2 separate regions of the Mus musculus genome follow, and region 2 is linked to region 1. The links are chromatin contacts, called in public HiChIP or PLAC-seq maps. All regions are on one chromosome and are shown on one strand. The core of a region is the stretch at or near the end of the contact, and the rest is flanking DNA. Distances in the headings are between cores, read along the strand shown.

Region 1 (3,822 bases), core at 746-3,245:
TCTGTGGCTGTGTCTGGGCCCAGGAAGTGTAACCTGCATAATCACGTCTCAGTCGAGGGCCTGTGTCCTACTGCCCAGAACCCATTACCCAGCCAATCTCCTGACACTAATCCCCCAGGCTCAGTGATCTGGGCTGGTGGGGGTTGGCGGTAATTGCACAAAGCTCTTTCCGATGCTCCGGTTCAGAACGCAGCAGCCGTTAAGAAAGAGAAACGAGGGGGAGGCTGTAGCAAGCTAATGAAGCAGGGGATGGCGGGGCCAAGGAGGTGAGGGTGACAAGTGTGTAAGCTGTCACCAGTGTGCTTAGATGACTCCCCATGGGACCCTACTCTATGCCAGCTGAGGTCACAGTAAGATCTGAGTTATCAGTAACCCTGCACAGCTTCGGTCCTCGCTGGACACAGCTGCTAACTTGTATATTTACTGAGCACTTGACTTGAGCTGGATACTGGACAAAGTGCTGTACCCTGTCCCCAGGAGCTGGATAGCTGTCTGGTAAAGAAAGGGGTTCAGAGCCGGGCGTGGTGGCGCACGCCTTCAATCCCAGCACTCGGGAGGCAGAGGCAGGTGGATTTCTGAGTTTGAGGCCAGCCTGGTCTACAAAGTGAGTTCCAGGACAGACAGGGTTACACAGAGAAACTCTGTCTCAAAAACCAAAAAAGAAAAAAAAGAAAAAAAAGAAAAAAAAGAAAGGGGTTCAGGTTCAAAGAGAGTCTGGTCTGGAGAGATAGTCAGGAAAACCAGAAACTCGAGAGCTTACTTGTCCATTTTTGGTTTTGTTGTTATATATTTATATACTTCTGTGATTTTAGGGCAGGGTCTCACAATATAGTTAGTCTTGTCTGGCTTGGAAGTTGAATCAAAGTGACCCACCTGCCTCAGTCTTCTGAGTCCTATGACTGTAGAAGTGTGCCACTATGGACACACACACTCATTGGTATCAAGTAGCCCAGGCTGGTCTCGAACTCCCAATGTATCAGAGGGTGACCTTGAACTCCTGACCCTCCGGCCTCTACCTTCCAAGTGCTGAGATTTCAGGAGTCACCACCACACCCAGCTCAAACTGGTGAACTTTTAAAACTGAGTTTTGAAGTTCATGTTCTGACTGATGTTGGAGGTCATCTAGACTTGCATCTGTGCCCTTAGCAATGGGAGCTGCCCAGCCAGGGTCCCAGCTCTGCAGCCCCGCATCTGAGAGAGACCAATGGGCAAGGTTATCAAGAAACTGAATAATATAGGTTTTCAAGGGAAAAAATGTATCAAATACGGTTTACATGAGATGGGTAAAAGTGGGTGGAGGAACAGGGAATAAGAGAAGGGAACTCAGGACTCAGAATGGCGGGGATGGGTGTAGGGGGTGGGTGTGGGGGTGTGGGGGTGTGGGTGGGTGTGTGGGGTGTCAAGCACAGGCAGAGAAATCCAGGTGGGCAGACATCTGACCACGTGGCCATGATTGCATTGGGCTTGTGGTATCAGGGCTGGAGATCCCGTGCCCCTCCCCCAGGCTTTGGCACAATTTTGGGGAAGGAATAAATTGATGGGAATCATAAAAGTCTCTGCATGCTGGCAGGTAACACTAAGGGCAACTAGGGGGCGCGAGGTATTTTAGCTGTGGGTGGAGTTTGAAGATGCCTCTCCCAGTGAGGAGAGGAGATGAAAGGAAAGAACGGACTTCCTTAATTTGTTCACACACACACACACACACACACGCACACGCACACGCACACTGGTCTCTGTTCTCCAAACACAACCATCAAGTCCCAACGCATGCACACAAGGGCACGTAGGAAGTGACAGTAAGAAGCCAGGGACAATGTCTCCAGCCCCCGCAGCCCACTTTTCCAGCTGCGATACACACACACACACACACACACACACACACACACACACACACACAGAGTGAACTAAGAGTTGAACGAGCTTGTCTGCAGCCGCTTCTGCAGATCCATCACAGAGCAGGAGCTTGGTGCAGATTTTGCAAACAGCTTGAGATTACTGAATTAATTAGAATAAAATTAATCAAAACACCCACCACAAAGGAATCTGAGCATGTGGAGTGTGACTCGGGAGAGGGAGGAGGCGCAGCAGAGAGAGGGGCACTGCAAGCCACAGCTGGCTTCCTGCCCAGAGTCCACTCAGCTGGGACAGGCCGGGAGTCAGAGGGGTAACGTCTACTGTCAGCCCGCACTTCGGCATGTCTCCAGAAGAGAACGCTGTCCCTCCATCTGGCTGTACATTTTGTTTGGGTTGAAGCAGACTGTGGTGGTGGTTGTGGTGGAGGGTAGTGAGTGGGCGGGGCTGCAGCAACAGACCAGAGGTCAAGAGATAGCAGTTCCAGTGTCCTGATCCTGTTTCCCAGGCTTGGACTTTTATTCTCAGCTTGAGTCTTTGTAAATCATGTACAATGGATACCTTGGATCCAGACCTAGACTGTCTAGGTTCAAGACTTGGCTCTGCCGCTTTGCCGGAATGAGAAGAACTAAGTAGATACATTGTTTCTCTGAGCCCAAGTGGGGGCAAAAAGAGCACTATTACTTATTCATCCTTATGGGACCACATCCAGGGAGCTAAGAGGTTATGCTCTCTTTCTTCAGCTTGCTCAGACAGGTCTTAATCCATCATCCCATCACTCCACCCACCCATCCATCCATCCATCCATCCATCCATCCATCCACTCATCATACTCTATCCATCCACCTATCCATCCATCGTTGATTAATTCACTCACTCCATCCATCTTCCTACCCATTCATGCAGCTATCCCTCCCCCTGGTTCCTCCATCCATCTCATCCCATCCTTCTATCCACCAACTCATCTATCTATCTATCCATCCATCCATCCATCCATCCACCCATCATCTGTCTGTCCATCCCATCCATTCACCTACTTACCCACACCCACCTATCTATTCATCCATTTATTATTCCTTCTTTCATCCTATTATGCATCCATCTATCCAATTGTCTGACACTGGCATAGAACTCATGGGGATACACAGATATGACCTCGCCCCTGCATAACTGGGGGTGTAATACCGGGGGCAGAGAAAACCTCACAGGGAGCTTTGAGCTGCATTCAGTACTTGGGGTCTCCACAGCCCTAGAAAGTCACTGTGGGCAGGGAACAGCCTGGGTAAAGTATTGTGCACGCACTTAGGTCCTAAAATACACAAGTGGTCAGTCAGGTAGACTGCACTTCTCCTGAGAACCTGTAATAGACCTAGCAGCTTCCTGGAGAAGCTCCCTGCTCCCTGCTGGGGTGCTAGCCTTCTCCCCAGATCTGCCCCACTTAACCCCATCTCTCCAAATCCCCCTCTCTAACTAGAGGCTTGGAGTTTGTCTCCTTTATGTCAGAATTACATTATCACAGAACTTAGCTGATCATAAGTATATACAAAGAACCCTTTTCTCCTCCTCCTCCTCCTCCTCCTCCTCCTCCTCCTCTTCTCCCTCCTTCTCCTCCTCCTCCTCCACTAACACACATTGGTGTTGTAGTGATTTCCAACTCCAATAATCCCTTACGAAAATACCACACAATCTAATTATTCTATTTATAAGTGATAAGCCTAGATTGGGCAGAACTGGTACTCTATAACGCACCCCCCAGCTATGAGACCCTTTGCTATTTGTAGCTTTTCTCCCTTCTCATAACTCTCCCCCTACCTGCTCCCTGTGGGCTATGGAAGTAGGGGAAAGAGCAGGGAGGGAAAGAGCCCATGTCTGATCAGAGTGCCTCCTGTGCTCTGGGCAGGCAAACTCTGGAGGGCTGCCAGACGCTTTCCACTCGGCCCCGGGTGGGCATCTGGCTGTATCAAGCCACTG
Region 2 (3,822 bases), core at 475-2,974, 760 kb after region 1:
AGCATAACCTTTGACACGGCTTGCTTACAGATTAGATAATGTGGAAGGCCTTCTGTCCTGTCACAGAAACATCCTAAAGACAACTGCTAACAGTAATATACTCTGGTACTGTTACAAGAGATAAATCCGATTGTTATGTACTAACAGACTGACAACACACTGACGAGATAGTGAAATAGCACACACTAAATGCTATTTTCTTTATAAAAATGATTTTCAACATTAGCTTACACACTATTGGGTTTCATAATGGAATCTCCTTTGTACTTTTGCTGCCCTGTACATTACACTTGGCTATTATTCCCTCCCCTTTTCTCTCTGTCCACTCTGTCCCTACATGCTGGTCCTCTTCTTCCCCACAAATGTGCTTTCATGTTACATGTACTCCAGAGCCATCTCTTCCTCTTCTTCCTCCTCCTCCTCCTCCTCCTCCTCCTCCTCCTCCTCCTCCTTTCCCTGAAGAGATTGTCCTCCATTCATGGCCCCTCTCTACTTCAATGTCCTACACACATACGTAAGATTAGGTATGAGAGAATAAGGAAGGACAATATTTGTCTGACTCTAGCTTGTTTAACATGACTTCTGGTTGCACACACTTTTCTGCAGATGTCATGACTTCACTCTTTATGAGAGAATGGAGCTCCACTGTATTAGGTACCACATTTTCTTGTCCATTCATCTGCTGGTTGGTCCATTCTTAGCTGTTGCATTTGAATGCAGCAGCAAATAGGAACATCAGGTGTGTGGTGTGTGCACTGTGAGTCTTTCGGGGCCTATCTAGAAGTATTTTAGCTGGAGCATGGGCTAGTTTTTGTTGTCTAAGGAAACTTCTCTGACTTCCATGTTTGTGCCAGCTTATACCCCCACTAGCAGTATATGAGGACTGCCCTACAGTCATGTCTTGATGAAGCAATTCTGACTGAGGTGAGATGGAATCTCAAAGCAGTTTTAAGATCCATTTCTCTGATGGCTGACATTTCTGATGTTTGGACAGCTTTCCAAATATTTTTGGCCACTAAATAACATTTTTACAAATAACACATTTATGCATAACTATATTTAGAAAAAAGATAACTATACTATATGTTCTAGTGAACATGTCAAAGATAAGTAAAATTTCTATTGTCATATTTTAAAGTGATTACAAATTTTAAAAATCTCCTGAAATAGTCGAATTTATGAATCCATACCTTAAATTTACTTGGTTTCTTTAAACTAGGCTTATACATCATCTACCACCTTGATTTCAGCCAAAAATCATGAATTGGAATCTTGCTCTCACCCTAGAGAATCAATGGTAAAAAGGAAACTTACAGAAAAATATTTTTGTTTTGCAGCTTATGGCATGATACATCCATGAATCGCACTGAAAATTTGTCCCTTGAAATCAATCTATGTTTACACATAGAATGTGCCCCAAAGTTCTCTAACAGAGAAAAGTGTTTAATCAAACTATCTGCTGACAGCTGGTTAGAGCTGATCTGAGGGCAGAAAGAAATGAGCGCCAGCCACTGATCCTTTGTTTTGGGTATGGGAGCTGAATATGCAAATGAGCCCAGAGTGGAGCCTCATTATGTGCTTCACACTTCCAGTGTGATTTTAAGCACCCTAGGTATACACACACACACACACACACACACACAGAAAGCACAGCCATCTCAACAAGCCATGCGCGTCATCTGTTCAGAACCAGGAGCCGCATGCACGCGTCTACAACATTAACTGCAAGGCAGATGGTAGGCGCTGATCAACAGACACAAAATAAACCCCACGTCCTACTCCTCAAACAGTCCCTCAGTGCTTTCCTTTAGAAAAATATCAAGCAGCTTTTCTCTACTGTTGATTTGCAACTCCACGGTTACAATGGGCAACACAAAGGAGACTTCAAAGGACGAAAGATGTTCCTTGGCACAGATTTGCTTTCCTAGTCTTAGACAGGAGATAACACTAACTTTGAAACTCACAGAATTCTGTAGTTTTTATCAGTATCTAATGTGTAAATGAGCTCTTTCTATAACTGGAGGTTTAGCTTTCAAAATACATAATTACTGATCATTTTAGTCTGCATTGCATTTCTTTTGCAGGGTGAAATGATCTAAAACAGCTGTTATGTCCTAATAGCTTTATAATGTGCAGAGAATTTCTATGACTACCCAAAATTAAACCTATAGCTTCCCACCAGGCAGAATGTAGTCATGTGTACATGTGACCCACGTTATTTGGAACAATTATTAACTTATGAAATTATAATTTGAAGCATAATGAAGAAAAACCCTGCCATTCTTGAATGAGGTCAGAGACACCGAGCCCACACTGACCGCTCCCCACTGTCCTCAGCAGCACTGGACTGAAGGAGCCCAAGTGTCCCATTGCTGCCATTCCTTGCAGGGACCGAGCCCTCTATTTTCATACTGGGAGATGAATGTTCAGAAGGTGAACCAAGTCTGGCACTCTGCCCAGAACGTCTGGCAGCCGACAAGTAATCTGGTTTTATTGCTGGTCTACTCTCCCCTGAGCTGACCTTGCATCCAGAGAGAGCACCCTGAGCTGGGGACGTGTACCATTTATAATCATCACCAAGAAAGCACTGATCATCTTATTAACCATGAGACTGGTATGCATCATTCTCTTTAAACACATTCCTGTAAGGTGAAATAATTAAAAACCTTGTTTCCTCCTATCTCCCTTTAATAATGGGGGAGGGGGCAGCAATATTAAGAGAGTTTTCCAGAAAAATCTAATATTCAGGCAGCTACATTCAAGGACGATGAGAGGGTTAAGAGGACTCTGCTACGTGACAAGTATTACCTACAGAAGTGTAAAGGCAGGCCCAGGAATAATTAGACAAGTGCATAGGGTACATTGGGCCACTCCAGCTATAAATATTAAAGGTCAAAGCAATCACTGCCAGGCAGTGTGGGTGACGTCTGAAGGTACACAAGCCTAGTTCTGAACTAACATCAACCAACATCCCCCCAGAATACTGTCCTCAAAGCAAGCAGGACAGGAAGTGACTGCCACGCACAACAAAGGTGTGTCCACTCTGGCTTCTTCCACTGTCCTTCCAGCGTCTTGTCCTCTCACACTTACACAGTGGAGTTCCTTACTGCTGCTGTTTTCTTATCCATCCACACGCTCACAGGCTTGGAGACTAGACTCTGCCCCAGAGGTTCCACTAGTCAGTGTGCTCCTCCTCCAAGTTCCTCCATCTCTGCCATCTCTGTCTGCCTGTCAGAGGTCTCTGGCAACCATTCAGGAGCCCAGGCTCTGAGCAGCCTTGCTCTCACTCCCTGTGTCCACTCAAGAGACACACTGTCCTATGCCTAATAGCTCAGCATCTGCCTATTGGTTCTAGATTTCCTGAGTGTCATTAATAAATTCTAGGCAGCAGATTACAAAACATCTCATATATGAACATTAATGTTCATGTTCTCACACAGAGTACATACAGCAGCAACATGTTTACAACAGGTAATAATATTTCCTCTAAAAAATAACATACCGTTGGGTTCCCAGATTCCGCCGAGACTGGTCTGCTCAGGTGAGTGTGTGGACTGCAGAGGCTAACAGCTTCTGGGACAGGCAGAAGCCACAGAGCTTCTGGGGAAGACCATGTTTCAGGCTCCAGACATCCGGGCACCTTCCCTGCCAGAGGAGAGGTGTCCGCCCCACCCGGGAGGGCTTTACCACAGCATCTGGGGGAAACATCTTGGTTCCCGGATCCCGCCAAGACTACTCTGCGCAGGTGAGAGTGTGGACTATAGAAGCTACACAGATTCTGGGACAAGCCCTGTTTCCGGCCTTCATCTTCTGCCAGGAGGC

What was found. HiChIP or PLAC-seq counts read pairs in DNA pulled down with a chosen protein or histone mark.
Region 2: a contact with region 1 is called in an H3K4me3 HiChIP or PLAC-seq map of embryonic basal ganglia, with 4 times the contacts expected there. The contact joins two enhancer-like sites. A contact is called at or near these places in 2 of 39 promoter capture datasets (cranial neural crest and hippocampal neurons) and 1 of 115 datasets of contacts at active chromatin or transcription factors (embryonic basal ganglia).

The regions. Positions count from the first base shown.
Region 1 is chr17:29,736,531-29,740,352 of GRCm38.p6, forward strand. No RefSeq gene overlaps it. Among named protein-coding and RNA genes, the nearest start is that of Ccdc167, 21 kb to the left of the region's middle. Within about 2 kb of position 1,996, at least 36 of the 459 cell types and tissues checked have an H3K27ac peak or open chromatin away from gene starts, as enhancers often do. A contact at or near this core is called in embryonic basal ganglia, where this site is marked.
Region 2 is chr17:30,496,082-30,499,903 of GRCm38.p6, forward strand. All of the region lies in intron 6 of Btbd9 (BTB (POZ) domain containing 9), which reads right to left. Among named protein-coding and RNA genes, the nearest start is that of Btbd9, 78 kb to the right of the region's middle. Within about 2 kb of position 1,725, at least 42 of the 459 cell types and tissues checked have an H3K27ac peak or open chromatin away from gene starts, as enhancers often do. A contact at or near this core is called in embryonic basal ganglia, where this site is marked.